2 separate regions of the Sus scrofa genome follow, and region 1 is linked to region 2. A link is a contact called in public Hi-C data. All regions are on one chromosome and are shown on one strand. Each heading gives the region's core, a stretch centred on a gene start, on an enhancer-like site or on the middle of the called end of the contact. The rest is flanking DNA. Distances are from core to core; before and after follow the strand shown.

Region 1 (4,152 bases), core at 1,434-3,933, 160 kb after region 2:
CTAGCATCACGCGTGACGTGGGAGGAGCCACTGATGGTTCTGAGGAGCGAGGCTCACGAAGAAGGAGCACGGAGTGGCCCCTCGATGGCAAGGAGCCGGGTGGCTTAGGGACTGGAGGCTGATGACGAGACTCCGGCCGCAGGGGGAGGGCCACGTAAAGGCAAAGGCAGGGCACAGCAAAGGCTTCATGCCCATCAAGAACAGAGGGAGAAATGCCCTTGGCAACCAGGCAGACTCCGGTTTGAACATGAGCTCCACTACTTCGCAGCTCTGGTACCTTGACTTCCTGAAGCCCACTGGCTCAGCTGCAGACTCGTGAAACGCATTTCTGCCAAGGGCACCCGTCCCTGTCCCACACTCCTGTGGCCGGCCATGGCTCACGCTGTCTGCAGTAGACAAACATTTAGAAACCCATCCTTGTATTTCACTGAGGGTTAACACACGAACAGTTCACGGGGCAACTTCGGCTTTGCCTGTTCTGGAAATAAAACCACCCCCTCACTTTCCACACTGTCCATGGCTGCTTTCACATCCTCAGGCAGAGTTCCCTGGGGCCGCAAAACCCAAAATCTGGCCCTTTCCTGAAAAAGCTGACCTCTGTGCTAAGCGGTAACATTTAGAAAACCGGAGCGGAGGTGGGGGGTATGTTTACTCGTGTTCCCCCCAATATACATGATATAAGTACATAAATCTAAACGGCAATTTAAAACGTTCGTCTGGACCCATCCAAAATGCAATGCGCACACCCCACTCTGAGCACTGCGGTCCTGAGGATTTGATGAACTAACCAAAGGCGACAAGCCCGGAACCGCAGGGGTTGCAGGCTGCTGCCTTCTGCTCTCCTGTCCCCTCGGAGGCAGTCCTGCCAACCCAGCGAGCTCTCTCCTCTCCACACCTGAAAGGGGAGGGGCTGGCGTGACCAGATCACGAGGACAGTAAGAAGCACAGTAACGAGGCGCCTGTTCGCTCCCCCGCCACATGCTGGGCTCTAATCCTCACGTCAAGGCTCTCAGGGAGGGGCTCTGATTTATCCCCACTTTACAGATAAGGAAACAGAGGCTTGCAGGCCCAGCTCTGAGCCACGGTCCCACGGCCGGCGGGCCTGGAGGGTCACCCACACGGCTCTCCCGGTCCAGCCGGCAGGACCCACGCTCGGGAAATGACCTGCAATTCAGTCAAAGACGGGCACCCAAGGATGCTCAGCCTGACGGTGCTCCCTAAAGCAAAAGTCTGGCAAGGACATTCGAGACCAATGACAGGAGCTGGTTCAACACACCAGGATAGACTCTTAGGACAACGCCCAACCATCATTACACATGGCATTTAGAAACCATTTTCGCCTTCTAGAAAAATCTGTGTACCTTTTCATTAATTATTTATTTATGTGGGCCACACGCGCAGCATGCAGAAGTTCCCAAGCCAGCAATCCAACCTGGGCCACAGACGTGACCAGAGCCATAGCAGTGACAACGCCAGATCCTTCATCTGCTGAGCTACAAGGGGACTCTTCATGTAAATTTTTACAAGCAGAATGCCAACAAGGATATTCAGTATAAGGCCAGTTAAGTCAAACTGACAAAATACACATGAGACATCACGAGAAAAAGGCAAAGGAAGAAATATCTCCGGGATGATATTACAGTTTAGTTTTATTGGATTTTTGAAATCCACTGCTGTATTCTCTTAATATTCCACAGTGAGTTCATTTTTTTTTTTTTTTTTTAAGGGCCACACTGGTGGCAGATGGAGGTTCCCAGGCTAGGGGTCGAACTGGAGCTGTAGCTTCCAGCCTACACCACAGCCACAGCAACGCCAGGCCCGAGCCAGGTCTGTGACAGACACCACAGCTCACGGCAATGCCAGATCCTTAACCCACTGAGTGTGGCCAGGGATCAAACCCACATCCGCAAGGACACTAGTCGGATTCGCTTCCACTGTGCCACGACGGCAACTCCCAAATTATTTTTATAATAAGCAAAAACACAAGCTGTTCAACCTCTTAGGAATGAGGTTCATTTCACGTCTACACCCTGCAGATAACCAGATCCTAGTTCCAACTTTGCAAGTCTTTCTCCGGTCACTGCTCTTCTTCCTGCCTCCGGTGTGAATGACGAGCGGGCACCTGTGGTGGGTTCTTGAGCATTCTATGGATGCAAAGGATTCTTGGGTTAAAGACAAACTGGGAGGGACGAAGGGACGTTGACTGGGAAGCAAAGAGGCGGGCACCTGAGGAAGTCCAGCTGGAAACCCATCCAGCTCGGCTGTGGGCACCTGTCTGCAGCCTAGTGCATCCACAGACAGTGTAGAGATTACACACCCACACGCACGGGATGGGCCATCTGTCTATCACCTCCCAGGGGTCTCAATTTACTCCAGAAAGCAGAGGCACATGTTGCGCTGGTGGGTGTCCTCGGCCCTCAGTGCTCGTGTCACCCAGGGCCACGGGTCCTTAAGAATTCCAAGAGGTATTAACTGAATGAAGCCTGGCCTCCGGCAATTAAGTCTAGTGAAAGGCTGAGGTCAGAACACACAGCAACACGTCCAACAAGAATGGGAAGCAGAAAAAAGGGTGATGTCCCTTTGAAGAGCCAGCTGGGGCGGGAAGTCCCAAGAAGGCCACTTTAGGGCACCTCGAGCTTGGTCCTCAGAAATGACCCGACTGACCAATGACTGGAGCGAACACTCCCATTACGGAAAGCACGAGAAGCCAAGATTAGATCGCCTCTCTCTGCCCAGTCTGCCACCTCCACACAGCTGGCAGAGCAGCGGGAGAGCAGCCTTTCTGTAAACAAGCTAATCTTTTTAGAGCTAAGTAGGCAGAGACGTTTATCATTTAAAACTTCAAACCTGGTAAAGCGAAAGTCACAAAGAAAGCCTGCCTTTCCCCTGCTCTCTAGCGCTGGACTGTGTATCCTCTCTAACAAGGTCCCGAGTTTCCAGCTGCCCTCAGGTGGGACTACAGCACAAGAGCGGCCTGGGCTGAGGACAGGCCCCTCCTGGCTCCCCCTCCTGCTTCTGACTCATTTCAAAATGAGAATGCGCCCATTCGCATAACGCCTTTGGGGAGCAAATCTCACACCTGCAGCCAAACATAAAGCCGGGAACAGGACGCACAGACTCGAGATCTGCATTAAGGTGGCAAAGGGTAAGATGGGAAGAGGAGGGGTTCCTGCCCAGGCAGAGTCTCATTCTTTTTATTATTTCTTAATTTTAATTTAATTTAATTTTTTGTCTTTTTTGCCTTTTCTTGAGCTGCTCCCGTGGCATATGGAGGTTCCCAGGCTAGGGGTCGAATCAGAGCTGTAGCCACCAGCCTACGCCAGAGCCACAGCAACGCAGGATCCGAGCTGCATCTGCACCCTACACCACAGCTCACAGCAACGCCAGATCCTTAACCCACTGAGCGAGGCCAGGGATCGAACCCGCAACCTCATGGTTCCGAGTCGGATTCGTTAACCATTGCGCCACAACAGAACTCCTTGTTCTTTTTAACAAGAGAGGGAAAACCAATGACCATCGTTTTGCCGTCTCCGTGACTGACACAGGAGAGATCGCCTGCTCAGTAGAAAAGCTTCGGGAGCAACAAAGCAGACTTCCTTCCTCTCCGCTACCCAAACTCCCATCTCGGCCTTCGCTCCACTGCTGGGTAAGAATCTGACCAACCAGAGAAAACTCAGCATCACTGTATGTTGCTGACAATCCAGGAACAAATCTAGGGAAGGTTCCTGAGGGCAGAATCCACGGTCAAGAGGCCATTGCAGGACTGGCAAAAACAGCAGACTGGTTTTTGAATTGCGTACTTAGGGATTAACGCAACCAAGAACACAGAAGAGCCTCTCGGCAGAAAACCAAAACTCTAATAAAGGTGTGATGAGACGGAAGGGCATTCCAAGCCCTTGGAGGAGGTGAGTGAGGAGTCCACAGGTGTCCATGTTCCACAGGTGAGTCTGTACAGTTCGGTGCAATCCTACGTGAAAAATTGAAGTTTTTGAGACACGTCTCAAACTTACTTTATAGAGATGGGTAAAGGTCCATAAGCAGCTACGTCAACCCTTAAGGGGAATCAACAGAGGAAACCAATGACCAGATATTAAGACTCACCCCAAAGTCATCATATTAAAACTAGAGAGGTATGATCACAAGAACTGACAG
Region 2 (4,057 bases), core at 699-3,198:
GGGACGGTCCGAGTTTCTGCCCAGGGGCCAAGGGAACGTCAACTGGTGTGGCTTCCATGGGGAGAGGAAGCGACAGAACAGACACCAACAACAGGGGAGCCCAATTCTCGTGAAGCTAGGAAAAGGGAGTCCCTTCCCAGGTGCCTCTGCCACCTGCCCCTTCAGAATCTCTGCCCGCTCACAAGGACCACAGAGAGAGGCTTGCTTCGGCCACTGTGGTGGAGCCTCAGGGTTTGCGCTGGTACCCGGGGACCTGCACCGGGCTCCTAGGAGCGGGTGAGGGAAGCCCGGGGGAATTTCCACTGAGGGTGCAGCCACTGCTTTCTGGGTAACACACGGCATATGTGGGCAGGGAAGACTCAAGAAATGACTTGCCTGGAGCCCACTCGTTCTGCAAGCTGCTCGCCAGCTGAGGACAGACAGACTGCTGGTGTGTTCTGCAACTGCTCAGGGTGGGGACAAAGTCCTGGTGTGTTAGTGCCAGAGCTCAGGCCTTGTGTCCTTCCAGAGCAGTCGCTGAGCTGAAGAGCAGGAGGCGTTAACACTGACGCAGGGCTCGGTACCAGCAGGTCACGGAGGGCTTGGCTCTCCTCCGTCCTCACAACAGACCCAGCAGATGAAGCGCCCAGACAGACGGATGTGGTGTTCTGGAAAACCACAGAAAACCAACCTCCCAGGGAGTCTTAGACGCTGGGCCTACCCCAACCCACCTCCTGCCCTCATCTCCAGAAGTTCTTGGACAAGGGTGGTGCTGACATGTTTGGAGAGGTTATGTTGCCACCAGGAAGAGCACAAGTTTCCCGAAGGGGCCACTCTCGGGAAGGAAACAGTGTGACAGACTGCATGGAAACAGTGTGACAGACTGCATGCATAAGAACTCTAAAAGCTACCTAGCCACCCTGCTGCTGATGGGTTGGGTTCTGAGGGAGTCTTGACGCTAGATGAGCAGGGCCGTCTGCGCTCACAGCAACTGGCGGCATCAGCTTCCCAAGGGACCCGTGCTCTGAAGGATCAGGTGGACTGTGATTAAGCAAGGGCCTTACCCTGCAAAAATAGTTCCCCTGACATGATTTATGGAAATAGCTATTTACAAAGGATCTGAATTTGAGAATGGAGCAGCTAAAGATAGAGTGGCTATTTACTTAAGCACTGGCACGGCCGGGCCAGCATCCAGATTCAGCAAAAGGTTGGTCTCTATTTTCTAGGAAACTTCGGGACACTCTGGCCTGACAGATTCCGTGATGCGTACATAAAACTCAGTTGCCGTGTGGAGAACTTCCTAGGCCAATGACTTCAGGCAGGTGACAAATTACCTTGCACAACTTCTGTGCTAATGACAAGTTGAGGATAAAGGAATTCCTAGTCCTTAAACAAGCTTTTCTTTTTTCTTCTTTCCTTTCTCTTTTCTATCTTTCTTTCTTTTTGCTTTTTAGGGCCACACCCATGGAAATTCCCAGGCTAGGGATTGAATCGGAGCTGCAGCAGCCAACCTACACCCCAGCCACAGTAACGTGGGATCTGAGCCACGTCGGCGACCCACACCACACCTCACGGCAACGCTGGCTCCTTAACCCACTGAGCGAGGCCAGGGATTGAACCTACATCCTCACAGTACTCGTCAGATTCGTTTCCACTGAGTCACGATAGGAACTCCCAAGCTTTTCTTTTTAAAACTAAGGTGGATTCACCAAGAGGTGTGAAACAGCTTCGGAGTCAGGCTTTGTTCCTGGGTGCCGGGGATCCTGCTATATACGAGACAGTATGATGCTTGTTCTCATGGGGCTTAGAGCATCTTGAGGAGAGACGGACAACAAATTAGTGAGTTATGAGGCAAGATAAGACTTCAGAGGGAAAGTGCTATGAAGAAAATAAGATAGAAAATGGGCTGTGGTAGACAAGGATGGGTGGAGGGGTCAGAGGGTCAGGGCAGGCCAGGGCAAGGGAGGACCAGGGAAGATCCTTCTAAGGCAGCAGGAACAGGTGCTGCGGCGAGAATGAACTCAGTTTGTACACGGGTAAGCACCGGAGCATGGCAGGCAAGGGAGAGCCGTGTGACACGAGGTCAGAAGGGTCAGGGTAAGGCAATCAGCAAGGGCCAGGTCACGGGGGCTGGGCCGGAGCATTTAGAGTTTATTCTACCTGCACCTAGAAGGCCCTGGAGGGTTCAAGACGACTTCCTGAATCTGAAGCGTGGCTAAATATTTGAGGTGTTCAGAGATTTAAAAATTAAAAAACAAAAACAAAAAACCAGCCCCCCCCCCAAAAAAAAACCTCAGAGATGAGTGTCATTTCCTAAGTGGGGGCCCAAATTCTTTTTTTTTTTTTTTTTTTTTTGTGAAATTGATTGCCTAGACATCTTTTCCGGTGTACTTGATGTGTTGACTCATTCATAGAACAAGTGTGTATTATTAAGTGCCAGGCACCATCCTGGGTGCTAAGCAGGTACAATGGGGAAGACATCACTGGATCACAGAGAACTCGAGACAAGTGACCAGGGGATGCCGAGATGCTGGGATGGTGCTCTCCTGGGGTTAAGTGCTTCCCTGACATGCAGGGGTTCCCCTACCTGGTCTAGGAGGGAGCGAAGGGGCGAGCAGGGAGAAGCAAGAAAAGCTAATGATGACCCGGGGATCCCTGGAGGTGAGAAGACACAGGTGAGCCCCAGGTTACGGAAGTGAGACAAGTTCAGGAGGGCCCGAGGAGAGGGTTTAAACAGAGTCAGGCAGGGGTGTATCTCCCAGGACCTCTCCGTACGGATTCTGGAGTTTATGGTACAATGGCGGGGGCCGGAACATCAAGAGTTTTAAGCAGGGAGAGTTCCCACTGTGGCACAATGGCATTGGCAGTGTCTCTGCAGTGCCAGGACGCAGGTTCGATCCCCAGCCCGGCACCTTAGGTTAAAGCATCTGGTGTTGCCGCAGCTTCAGTATAAGTCGCAGCTGTGGCTTGAATCTGATCCCTAGCCTGGAAACACCATATGCCGTGGGGTGGCCAAAAAGAAAAAGAAGAAAAAGGGTTTTAAGCAGGGGAGCACTGTGTTCAAGTGTGTACTCTAGAATCGCCACGAGGGTTGCAGGATTGGTAATGAGGTGGTGGGGCGGGCCAAGGGTCAGGAAGACCAGAAGGGCAGGGCTGGGGCGAGGGTGGGGAGGCTGGGCGGGAGGCAAGGGGACTGGGCTGAGAGAGGCAGAAGTGACAGGTCCTGAAGACTGATGAGAAATCGGTGATCAATGAAGAGGTAAAGGAAGCTGGCCAGGTTTCCAGGCACCAGACGGCGAGTGGAGAAACGCATGGAAACAGGAAGTGCGGATGAGGAACAGGGCTGGGTGCGGGGTAGGGAGGGTTGGGTGCTGGGGCTCAGCAGACAGGTGGACCTCAGGTCTCAACAAGAGGCAGGAGATCTGGGACACGGAGACCTCTGGTATGATGCTGGTGATGCAACCACAGCCAGGGTGGGACCCCTCAGAGTAGGAAGACGATTTAAAGCCACACCCTGAGAAATGACAACTCTCAAGAGCCAAGGAGCCCTCAGAGGTCTGAGACTGAGGCAGAGAGTGTGGTCCCCCCAAAGACAAGCCAAGAGAGGGCTTTAAATGGAGGGGGCTGCTGACCATGTCCGAGTGTTGCCGGGAATGAAGCAGAATGGGGGCTGAGAAGGGTGTGTGCACTGGTGACTCGGTGAGAGCAGTGTCACCAGGGTAGCTGGGGACAAAACCCAGGCTGAGTGGGGAGGGTGGGAGTTGGGGGGGGGTTGTTCGGAAGGAGAGATAGGAAGGATGCCTATGCTTCATCTCAGGAAAGAGGGATGAAGAAAGTTCAGCAAGGGAGTTCCTGTCATGGTTCCGCGGACGCAAATCCAACTAGTATCCATGAGGATGCAGGTTTGATCCCTGGCCTCTGTTAGTGGGTCCGGGATCCAGCGTTGCCATGAGCTGTGGTGTACGCTGCAGATGCACCTCGGATCCTGCGTTGCTGTGGCTGTGGTGTACGCCAGCAGCTGTAGCCCCGATGTGACCCCTAGCCTGGAAACTTCAATATGCCACAGGTGTGGCCCTCA

Evidence for each region. A called contact is a pair of places that touch in the nucleus more often than the background predicts.
Region 1: a contact with region 2 is called in a Hi-C map of skeletal muscle, with 7 times the contacts expected there. The contact joins two enhancer-like sites. A contact is called at or near these places in 4 of 47 Hi-C or Micro-C datasets (epiblast stem cells, psoas muscle and skeletal muscle) and 1 of 2 datasets of contacts at active chromatin or transcription factors (skeletal muscle).

What each region holds. Positions count from the first base shown.
Region 1 is chr2:144,572,787-144,576,938 of Sscrofa11.1, reverse strand. All of the region lies in intron 12 of ARHGAP26 (rho GTPase-activating protein 26), which reads right to left. Among named protein-coding and RNA genes, the nearest start is that of ARHGAP26, 270 kb to the right of the region's middle. Within about 2 kb of position 2,683, at least 8 of the 83 cell types and tissues checked have an H3K27ac peak or open chromatin away from gene starts, as enhancers often do. A contact at or near this core is called in skeletal muscle, where this site is marked.
Region 2 is chr2:144,730,347-144,734,403 of Sscrofa11.1, reverse strand. The region is part of intron 20 of ARHGAP26 (rho GTPase-activating protein 26); the gene reads right to left. Among named protein-coding and RNA genes, the nearest start is that of NR3C1, 200 kb to the left of the region's middle. Within about 2 kb of position 1,948, at least 3 of the 83 cell types and tissues checked have an H3K27ac peak or open chromatin away from gene starts, as enhancers often do. A contact at or near this core is called in skeletal muscle, where this site is marked.